Linked DNA regions of Sus scrofa: region 1 is linked to region 2. Evidence: chromatin contacts called from public Hi-C data. All regions are on one chromosome and are shown on one strand. The core of a region is the stretch at or near the end of the contact, and the rest is flanking DNA. Distances in the headings are between cores, read along the strand shown. Region 1 has its middle 52 kb from the start of ARMC2. Region 2 overlaps ARMC2 (armadillo repeat-containing protein 2).

Region 1 (6,081 bases), core at 1,066-3,565, 93 kb after region 2:
TCACCAATACACTAAAGATACCAAATTCTTCCTGGTTATGATTCACATCTATAAAGCAGAGAGGGATGTGCCTCCTAATCCAGGGGTCCTAATACTACAAAGTCTAGACAGATCCTTGCCTTTACACATCATGAAATGTAACAAGAATGACTAAGCCATTGCTGAGAATTTAGCACTATGTATGCGCTTATGTACAAAGAACACTAAAGGACATCACTTGGTTTTGGTATCAATAGCCAGTTTCTCTTTCCTAAGGAACTGATGATAATAACCCTCAACAGGTGGGGCTAAGAGAGTGGTTCTGGTCCAGATTCTTGTCTTCCTCTGCAGGTCCTGGGCTGTTCTCCCTCACCTAGCCTGGTGTGCGCTGGGAAGTCTCTTTCCTGCTTCAGATGGATTCACTCATTCCTGTGTTTCCTTAGGCACTCACCAGAAGTATAGACCTGACACCTCGGGTCACTTTCACCTGCTGACTTCTGTGGACATTCTATAGCCTACCTCTGTCTCTCTGATCCATCCCCAGGGCCTGAACTTGAGCCTACTCAGGGGTTGCTGCTCCTCCTGGTGGGCTTAGCTTTTCTTCAGGAGCTGCAATGCTGTGCATCAGGCCTTTAAATCCCCTTTGGCTTGGAGTTACAGAACTATATTCCCTCCCGAGTTATTCCATTAAATACACATGCACTTTCATATATACACAAACATGTTTCTATACACACGCATAAACTCATATACGCAAAGAAACACACACCTATACCACTCCCTTCTCTGCATCAGAGGTCAGGTTATGTTCCATCAGTCAAAATCCAACATTGTAGGAGTTCTCATCGTGGTGCAGTGGAAACGAATCTGACTAGAAACCAGGAGGTTGCGTGTTTGATCCCTGGCCTCTCTCAGTGGGTTAAGGATCCGGTGTTGCTGCAGCTGTGGCGTAGGCTGGCAGGTATAGCTCCAATTAGATCCCTAGCCTGGGAACCTCATATGCTGTGGGTACGGCCCTGAAAAGGAAAAAAAAAAAAAAAAAAAAAAAAAAATCCAACATTGTGTATGTATTGTACAACAAATCTGATTTTACAATGGCATGGGAACAATATAATCTGCTATTCATGGACCATCAAATATCAAAAGACCACTGGAACCACTATAACACAGTAGATCCCCCCTCATACAAGCTCAAATTTTGTTAATTTTTTCTTTCTCACAAGGGGTGCAGAGTTGATTCAATTATACTCTTCCATTCTAATCCCATCACCATTACCACGGGGGAGGCCCCTTCTACTTTTATTTCACTTCATCATCTCCTTTGTGCCCCATTCCACTCTCCTTTCGGCACCCTCTGTAATGTGTTTGATATTTGCCCAATGGTTCTTATCCTATGGCTTTTCTGCTGGGATGGCACATCAAGACGATGCTTGTCTCAGATTCATTGTGCCGATTCATTTTTATTAAGCAGCCATAAATTTTTAGGTGTTGTGCGGGAGTCATGTCTGCTGTGGCACCGGGCAGCCAAAGGATGTGAACAGCTATTTCATGTAGGGGTGCATCCAGACGCGTCTATTATTTTCTTTACACCCAGAACTCAGCTCGCGAGATCAGGTTCTTGAGGGGAGAGAAAAAAAGAAGTGTTCTTTAAATCAGGAAAACGCTTGTTTGTTGTGAATGAGCTGAGAGTGTTTTTGTCTGTGAGCCGAGGGTGCAGCGACTGAGTGTTCCCCGAAAACGCCTCTGTGTGGAGTTTTCCACTCTCCCGCCAAACCCCATGTGTGGGCTCCCCTGGAAGCTGGCCCATAGGTGGCAGTCTCTCGTCATCATTCCTGGACCGCGGACCTCTGGAGGGGAGGGCACACTCCCCTACCAGGCTCTTTTGCTTTTTCCTTCGGGTTTCCCACTGTTTAACGATCCCTCTGCTCACCCTGCCCTCCTCCCCACACAAAGGGTAGAGACTAGATGATAGCAGTGGAACTGATAGCAAAAGAAATTGCATCAGGAACCAGCCACAGTCAGAAGACCTGGCTGATGCCTCGTTCTTGGCAGGTGTTTTGGAGTTGCCTTGAAGCCCTTTTGCAGAACTGCTCTGTAAATGACAAGAAGGAGGGCCTTTTGCTCTAGACACAGAGTAACGCCTTCGCAAATTATCATTTCTTAAAAAGCAGTCGTGTTGATGCAACTCTTCATCCTCTCTGTCTTGCTCCACCTCTCCACCGACACACACACACCAATTTGGGCTTCATCTTTCAGAGTGGGGCACAATCAGACATTCTCCCCCAGATATGCCCCAGCCTTGGCCCAGCGCCTCCCAGAGCCTCTGTGACATAGTCACAGGCAGAGATGTGGAGTGTGCCTGCGTGAATCCTCTTCCCCTCCTGCTCAGAGAATTCTGGACGGAGAGTTAGAAGAAAACACAGAGACCGAGAAAATGCACCTTCTCATTCTCCTACCACAGCAATCACCCTGCACCCAAGAACACAGGCAGGTGGAGAACCACACCAGTCCCAGGCCCTTTGGGGGAAGCCTGCCCAAGGGGCTTCTAATCAGCCAGCACTGCCAGGTCTGGCCCCACTGTTTATGGAGCCAAAGGGAAATTTCAATCATTAGCAAGTGTCAAATCGCCTGAGGATTGTGTCTGTCTCCCTTGCCAAATGGAGTGGTTCATTAGCATTTGTAAAAACTGCCTCAACAAAAAATGTAGAACCCAGTGCTGGGGTGGGTTTTGTGAATTCCACTTGAATTAGCAAGAAGAATACCTTTTTCATCATATCAACACCTGGGTTCTGAAAAAGATGCCTGCTCAGGAAAGAGTTCTTTTTTCTTTTTCTTTTTTTTTAAATGATTTTTTTCCATTATAGTTGATTTACAGTGTGCTGTCAATTTCGACTATACAGCAAAGTGACCCAGTCATACACACATATATATCATTCTTTTTCTCACATTATTTTCCATCATGTTCCATCACAAATGACTGGATATAGTTCCCTGTGCTATACAGCAGGATCTCATTGCTTATCCACACCAAATGCAATAGTTTGCATCTATTAACCCCAGACTCCCAGTCCATTCCCCTCACTCTCCCTCCCCCTCGGCAACCACAAGTCTATTCTCCAAGTCCATGAGTTTCTTTTCTGTGGAAAGGTTCATTTGTGCCTATATTAGCTTCCAGATATAAGTGATATCATATGATATTTGTCTTTCCCTTTCTGACTTACTTCACTTAGTATGAGAGTCTCTAGTTCCATCCATGTTGCTGCAAGTGGTATTATTTTGTTCTTTTTATGGCTGAGTAGTATTCCACTGTGTATATATATAACATCTTAATCCCTTCATCCGCCAATGGACACTTAGGTTGTTTCCGTGTCTTGGCTATTGTGAATAGCGCTTCAATGAATGTACAGGTGCATGTATCTCTTTCTTTTTCTTTCTTTTTTTTTTTTTTTGTTTTACAAAAAGACTGGAAACTGCATACATTTATTCAACAAATTGAGTGCTTACTATGTATTGAGCTCTGTTCTCTTGCTGGGGATATAGCAGTGAATACATCAGTCTTTTCCTTCCTGGAGCTTTTATTTTAGTAAAGGGAAAAGGACAATACACTAACATGCAAGTACTGGGTCATATGTTATAAATAGGGAGACAAAATATGGAAGAAAAGTAGACTATGTAAGCAACAGAAATTGTTGATACTTTGTAGAGTCAATGGGGAAGGCTTCATTGGTAAGGAGACTTCAGCAGAGACTGAAAAGGGCAAAGGAGAAAACCATGTGGACACTGAAGAAAAAAGTTTTCCAAGAAGATGAAACGGTGAGTGCAAGTACTCTGAAAAAGGGAGGATGCCTGCATGTTCAAAAACAGCCAGATGGCCAGTGTGAAGCAAAGACATGAGAGAAAGCCTCACAGGAGACAAAGTCAGAGACCTAAGAAGGGGCTGACTCAGATAGGACTATATTGGCTATTGCAGGATTTGGGTTTTTACTCCAAGTAAGGTTGGAAGCCATTGGATGATTTCAAGTGGAGGAGTGCCTTGATCTGATTTTTTCTTACCACCATCAGTTTGGCTGCTACTTCAGAATAGACTTCAGGGAGAGATATTAGTTATCTATTGCTGCGTAGCAGATTGTCTTAAAATGTAGCAACTTAAAACACACATTTGTTATCACAGATTCTGTGGGTCAGGAATTCCGGCCCATCTTAGCTGGGGCCTCTGCTTCAGGGTCTCCTAATGCTTTCAGTCAAGGTGTTGTTTGGGACCTCAGTGATCTCAAGGTCAACTGAGTCAGCATCTGTCTCCAAACTCACTCAGTGGTTATGGAGAGAGTTCAGTTCCGTAAGTGAGTGAAATGAGTGCCTTGGTTACTTGCTGGCTGATGGCCAGAGGCCATCCTCAGTTCCTTGCCAGGTAGTCCTCTCCAGCAGAGCAAGCAAGCATGAATCCACATGTATCTTTTTCAGTGAAAGTTTTGTCCAGATATATGCCCAAGGGTGGGACAGTTGGGTCATAATGGTAGTCCTATATTTAGTTTTCTGAGGTACCTCCATACTGTTTTCCATAGTGGTTGTACCAATTTACATTCCCACCAGCAGTGAAGGAGGGTTCCCTTTTCTCCATACCCTCTCCAGCATTTGTTATTTGTTGACTTGTTATTGATGGCCATTTTGACAGGTGTGGGGTGCCAGGCACCTCATAGTAGTTTTGATTTGCATTTCTCTAATAATTAGTAATGTTGAGCATTTTTTCATGTGCTTGTTGGCCACCTGTATATCTTTGCAGAAATGTCTGTTCAGGTCTTTGCCCATTTTTCAATATGGTTGTTGGTTTTTTTGCTGTTGAGTTGTATAAGTCGTATATTTTAGAGATCAAGCCCTTGTCAGTTGCATCATTTGAAACTATTTTCTCCCATTCCATAGGTTTTTTGTTTTTTTTTTAATTTTTTTTTTATTTTTCATTTTTATGGCTTCCTTTGCTGTGCAAAAGCTTGTCAGTTCGATTAGGACCCAATAGTTTATTTTTGCTTTTGTTTCTGTTGCCTTGGGAGACTGACCTAAGAAAACATTTGTATGGTTGATGCCAGAGAATATTTTGCCTATCTGTATTCTCTTCTAGTAGTTTGATGGTTTCTTGTCTTATGTTTAAGTCTTTAAGCCATTTTGAGTTTATTTTTGTGCGTGGTGTGAGGGTGTGTTCCAGTTTCATTGATTTAAATGTGACTGTCCTGTTTCCCCAAGCACCCCTTGCTGAAAAGACCCATTTTATATTCTTGCCTCCTTTGTTGAAGATTAATTGACTGTAGGTGTCTGGGTTTATTTCTGGGTTCTCTATTCTGTTCCATTAGTCTGTATGTCTGTTTTGGTACCAGTACCACACTGTCTTGATGACTGTGTCTTTGCAGTATTGCCTGAAGTCTGGGAGAGTTATGCCTCCTGCTTGGTTTTTGTTCCTCAGGATTGCTTTGGAAATTCTGGGTCTTTTATGGTTCCATATAAATTTTTGGATTGTTTGTTGTAGTTCTGTGAAAAAATCTCATGGGTAATTTGATAGGGATTGCATTGAATCTGTAGATTTCTTTGGGTAGTATGGCCATTTTTACAATATTAATTCCTCCAACCCAGGAGCAGGGAATATCTTTCTACTTCTTTGAATCCTCTTTAATTTCCTTGATTAATGTTTTATAGTTCTCTTTATATAAGTCTTTCACCTCCTTGATAAGGTTTATTCCCAGGTATTTAATTTTGGGAGGTGTGATTTTAAAAGGTATTGTATTTTTATATTCAAATCAATCAGCATCATATACCACATTAACAAAAGAAAGGTCAAAAACCACATGATCATATCAACAGATGCATAAAAAGCTTTTGACAAAATCCAACACCCATTCATGACAAAAACTCTCACCAAAGTGGGTATAGAAGGAACATACCTTAACATAAATAAGCCATTTATGACAAACCCACAGCAAATATAATACTCAATGGAGCAAAGCTGAAAGTCTTCCCACTAAAATCTGGAACAAGACAGAGTGTCCATGCTCATCACTTTTATTCAACATAGTGTTGGAAGTCCTAGCCACAGCAGTCAGACAAACAAAAGAAATA
Region 2 (5,220 bases), core at 1,337-3,836:
CTGATTAAAAAGCCCACAAACAGGTCTGCACTGTCTGAAGAGTATCGGGCTGCATAGAACCATCAGGAGGAGATGCCCAAGAACACAGGCGGTAAGAGACCAAAAGCTCCCACAGCCTGGGTACTCCAGATCCAGAGCCCTCTCTAATTTTGTCACAACACTCTGAGGAGGTTTCCACATTGTCACTATTTTCCATATGAAGAAAGTGGGCTCAGGGGTGTTAAGTTACCTGCCCAAGGTCACAGAGTGCCCAAGGTCACAGAGCGCACTTGACCTCTCGAGGGTTATTGTGCCCTGCAACAAAATGGCAAGCTAAAAGGTAACTTTGGGGAGAACTGTCAATCATATTAGAAACTCCAGATCATGATTATATTCCATGCAGGCAAGATCTCAAGATGGAAAATGCTGACAGTCTAGCTGGAGGGGGCACTGCTGTGCTGGGTGCTCAGAAGCAGGGCTGGAGACAAAATCCTCAGCCTTCCTTCTCAGAAGGCACCCCCCCTAGAGCCTTCACCTGGCACCCAGTCAATACGGACTCAAGGAGTCCTGGTAGCAATTGCCTGGTACCCTCAGTGGGTGCCTGGACCCTAAAAATGTCCCATGGAGAGTTACAAATCATATCAGCAATCTGAAGTTTCTGCGGAAAAAGAGGGTATAGTGAAAGGGTGCAGGCTGTATATATTTAGATTGTTTTAAGAAAAGGTAAGACAAGTAGACTAGGGAGGTGTGGTAAGAGCACTGGTTCTAGAGTCGCTGGCTGGGCTGGAGTCCTAGCTCTGCCACCGAGTGGCTGCCTTTGGGCAAGTTGCTTCACTTCTTGCCTGTAAAATGGGGATAACAATGAGAACCTTCAAGTATTGCAATTATGGGTTATTACCTTCTCTTGTGTGCTCCTGTATTTTCCAAATCCTCTCATGTACTTGTATTACTCCTGAAGAGAAAAAAACACACAGCACATACTAAATCACCCAAGCACATGGCAATGGATCACCCAGAGCAGCAGGACAGTCATCCCACCCAGGGCACAGGCCATCCCCGATGCACTCCATGCTGGAAATGGCCACCCCGATGCAATGGGTCTAGGCCTGCCTTTCCTCAAACCTTCCTGATACCACCAGGGGTTGATGCACACAGGGCAGGAAGAGCCCATGGACAGCAAAAGCAGAGAGAAAGGATGTCAACAAAGCCGGAATTAAACATCGTAGGTGCTGTCGACAGGGTTCATAGCAAGGTCGCACAGAATTTGTCTAATCCATGAGCAAGAAGTCACTATGACAGAGAGTTGAATTGTCTCTAGGACAAAGTCAGTCTGTACCAGTTCACTATCCCTTAGCCAAAGCCTTTGGGAATAGATGTGGCTGGGGATTCAGAAAAACCTGAATTTTAGTCAGGCAAGCTGGTGTCCACATTGCATGTTCCATGCTACCGCCAGCAGCGTCTTCTGGGACAGCGTCCTGCAGCAAAGTGTGTGGCTAGTCGTGCTAATGCAATAAAGGCTGTAATTGGCCTCCCAGCAGTACAGGTCAGGCATCGCCATTCAGTGAGTTTGAACATTATTTCAGCTTTCAGAGCTCTGGGGCTTGCAGAACCACTGATAGAGGACTGGAGACCACCACCTCCATCTCTTTGGATCATTACTTTTATGAGCCTGCCCTAATGTTGCTAAGTTACAGGTATGGATTCTAAAGGTGAGCATGACTAGTCAAGCAGTATAAAAAAACAGAGCTGCTGTATTTCCAGGTGTGGGGCATATTCAAATTCCAGAATATGGTGAGTAAAATCGACTTACATAAAGGCCAGGGGAAAGCCAGGAGATCATAAGTCAGATGAATATTTTAATCGACACATATTTATGACACACTTAAATATGTGAGAAATATGGACTTCAAGTCCAATTGGTCCAAATCAGCAGTTTTAACCTCTATGTAACAGGCTCTTTAGTAGGCGCGCTCTATGAGAAAACATGCTTATCAAACCATTTCTCAGGACAAACGCAATGGCTATCATGTGCACCTCAGGAAGAGCTGGATTACAGGGGTGAGCCAGAAATCACAGAGCAGTTTATTTAACCTTTGGAAAGGAAAGGCTCTCGCAGGCCCTCCTGCATGTTTCTAAGACTTGTTTCTTCTCGGAACAGAAGTCAGCCAGACCCTGTGGTGCAAGAGTTTGCTTTCAACCCTCTCCCAGGAACCGCTGTGCGAGCAGTGGTGGCCGGCTCCAGCCTTTCCCCTCACGCACCTCCTTCAACGCTGCTCGCCACAAAAAAATCCCATCTTCGACAAGAACCCGGCTTCTGCCCTAGAAACTGCAGCCCAGGGTCACATGGTTACTTTTTAAGATCCGCAGAAGATAAATAAATAAAGTTTGTCTCAGTCTTGGGCAACAACCTGATATTTTAGAAAGCACTTTCATCTAGGTTCACAGGTTGCTAAATATAAAAATTATGATTCAACAGGAAATTGGGTAAGTCGAGCAGAAATTTCAGCATGTTTTTGAAGATTTTTTTGCTGTCTCAGTGGTTATAGTTCTTAACCGCAGCTTTGAGTTCTGGACACAAAAACTTGACACAATCTTCATTGGCTGCTGTTTTTAGCTTAGACATGTAAAAGGCTTAGCAACAATGCTGACGTGGAAATCAGTCTGTCTAAGATTTTCCTGAGTGCTACAGAAATTCCCACTGGGCACAAAAGTTGTTGTATTGATAAGAAATTAGTCTTGAAGAGAAGAAAATATTTTTTGAACCAAATATTTGTTTGGTTTTGTAAAATTTCATGCACCTCAAAAAGGAATATAATGTATAAGGAATATAACCAAACACCTGTGTTACCCACAGTTTTGTCAAATATTAACTGTATTTTCATTTTTCTCCTTGTTTCAAAGAAATAAACATTATACTTATTACTAATACCCTCTGTGTACCTCCCCCATTCAGCCCCCTCCCCAAGGGTTACCAACACTCAAATTGAACGGTTATTTTTTTTAATCATGCTTGACTTTACATGTTTACCACATAGATCTGAATCCAGAAACAATACACACCATTGTTTTGGGGACTTAATTTTTTCACATAATGTTATATCTGTACTCATTTCATTCAATATTATAAGTGCACTCTAGTTCGTTTTTCTAACTGCTATATTTCATTGCATGAATACATCCCAAGCCCTCCTAGCCTGTAATTTATATTGTTATATAGCAAACAGTTTAAAGCCACAAAGGGCTGACTTCATATAATTAAAACAGTTTCAACTAATTGAGCAATGATTTTGACTCAAGTTTTGAACTTAAGAACTATGTGGAGGCCAGATTTTGCAATCTTTCAAATGCCTTTACACAATAATTTCTGTGCAGGCATTAAGATTGTAATCTCTATATGTTTGAGCCACTAAAGCCGGGTAATGGTAAGAGCGCTAAGGCTGTTGTGAAAATAATGAAAAATTACAAAAAATAAATGCTGATATGTGACCGAGTTGGACAAAGCTCCTGGCACTTTCAAAGAGTGAGCCAACATCAGATCCTTTAGTGCTATGAACTGGAGTTTGGCACTTGGCATCTGCCTCTACATGGATTGAATCATGAGCTGCTGCAGCTGCATGACCCTCAACACCCCTGAAAGGAGCTCAGGATGGAGATCAGGAGTAGGACGCTCTGTGCTCTGGGAAAACTGGCAGAACAGGTCTTCCGGTAGATATTTTCAGGAGAAGCTTTTATGAGTCCAATTCTTGCATCTCCTCCTATCTAGAAAAGCACTAAAATCCTTCACGGTGACATCTGCTCCTTGTGACCAGCAGTGACCTATAAAATGTGTGCTTGGCTGCATGTACCTCCCCCTTCACCAAAAGCATATATATACTGACATTTCCCCCCACCTCTTTGGAGTGGTATTTCAGAGCTCTTTGAAATGTGGCCTCCCCGGCTATAGCCCAGGTTTTGCTCCCAATAAACTAAACTCCCAACTTTTAAGTTTTCCTTTTTTTTTTTTTTTTTTTTTTTTTTGCTATTTTAGGGCTGTACCTGCAGCATATGGAGGTTCCTGGGCTAGGGGTCAAAACAGAGCTGTAGCTCCTGGCCTACACCACAGCCACACCAGATCTAGGCTGTGTCTGTGACCTACATCGCAACTCACGGCAACTCCAGATCCTTAAGCCACTAAAGCGAGGTCAGGGATTGAACCCACATCCTCATGGATCCTAGTCAGGTTCCTTAACCACCGAGCCACAAAGGGAACTCCTAAGTTGTGCATATCTTTAAGTCAACAGTGCACATGATTTTCCTGCTCATGGGAATGCGGAAGAGGAGGTTGAGCCCTGGGGACCTCTAAGAAAATGGGGGACTCACCTGCTCTGGTGTCCAGCCTGCTCCAGCCTGAGCTGTTGGGGCATGAGGAGGCTCTCAAATGCCTCCTGCCCTGGTCCCTAGGAGGAAGAGGAGTACACACAATACTCAAAACAAAACCCAGAGCATTTCTCTTTTTGTAAGTGTCAGGAGTCACTGAAAATGAAATTTTTGAAGAACCCAGAGAATTGTTTATGAAATAAGAGTTTGGTGTGCTATATCGCATTTTAATCAACCTCTGATATCCAATGAAGAATTATCTTTTAAAAACAAGTCACAGTTGTGTTTCAGTATGAAATACAGTTACTAGAAACAACAACAAAAAATAAATCCAAAGTTTACTCTGCACAAAAAAAAAAAAAAAAAAAAAAAAAAAGAAAGAAAGATTAAGGATCTGCACCACAAGAGGTCACTGTTAGAATAAGAAAGAACTGTATACTTGCCTCACAAAAGCCTAGCATTCAGGAGATAGAAGAAACCGCTCTCACTCAGGGATACATGCTGTGGGCAGGAAAATTGTTTCCAAACCAGTCAGATGTGTCCAGGATCACATAGTGGGGGTCGGATCTGGAACCTAGGTCTCATGATGTCCAACTGCTCTTTTCAACAAATCACTATATCTCCTTTCTTCATTTCAAAATTAATTAATAGGGAGTTCCCATTGTGGCTCAGTGGAAACGAACCCAACTAATATCCACAAGGATGTGGGTTCGATCCCTGGCCTTGCTCAGTGGGTCAAGGATCTGGCATTGCTGTGAGCTGTGGTGTAGGTCGCAGATGTGGCTTGGGTCTGGCATTGCTGTGGCTGTGGTGTAGGCCAGCAGCTACAGCTCTGATTCAACCCCTAGCCTGGGAACTTCCATATGCTGTGGGAGCAACCCTAAA

Evidence for each region. Hi-C and Micro-C count contacts between places; a contact is called where the count stands out from the background.
Region 1: a Hi-C map of liver shows a contact between it and region 2, with 4 times the contacts expected there. The contact joins two enhancer-like sites. A contact is called at or near these places in 6 of 47 Hi-C or Micro-C datasets (alveolar macrophages, embryonic fibroblasts, fetal heart ventricle and 2 more).

The regions. Positions count from the first base shown.
Region 1 is chr1:74,868,670-74,874,750 of Sscrofa11.1, reverse strand. No RefSeq gene overlaps it. Among named protein-coding and RNA genes, the nearest start is that of ARMC2, 52 kb to the left of the region's middle. Within about 2 kb of position 2,315, at least 10 of the 83 cell types and tissues checked have an H3K27ac peak or open chromatin away from gene starts, as enhancers often do. A contact at or near this core is called in liver, where this site is marked.
Region 2 is chr1:74,963,112-74,968,331 of Sscrofa11.1, reverse strand. ARMC2 (armadillo repeat-containing protein 2) reads right to left here. Exons shown (of 19, transcript XM_021090841.1): 6 at 4,339-4,415; 7 at 878-931. Among named protein-coding and RNA genes, the nearest start is that of ARMC2, 42 kb to the right of the region's middle. Within about 2 kb of position 2,586, at least 31 of the 83 cell types and tissues checked have an H3K27ac peak or open chromatin away from gene starts, as enhancers often do. A contact at or near this core is called in liver, where this site is marked.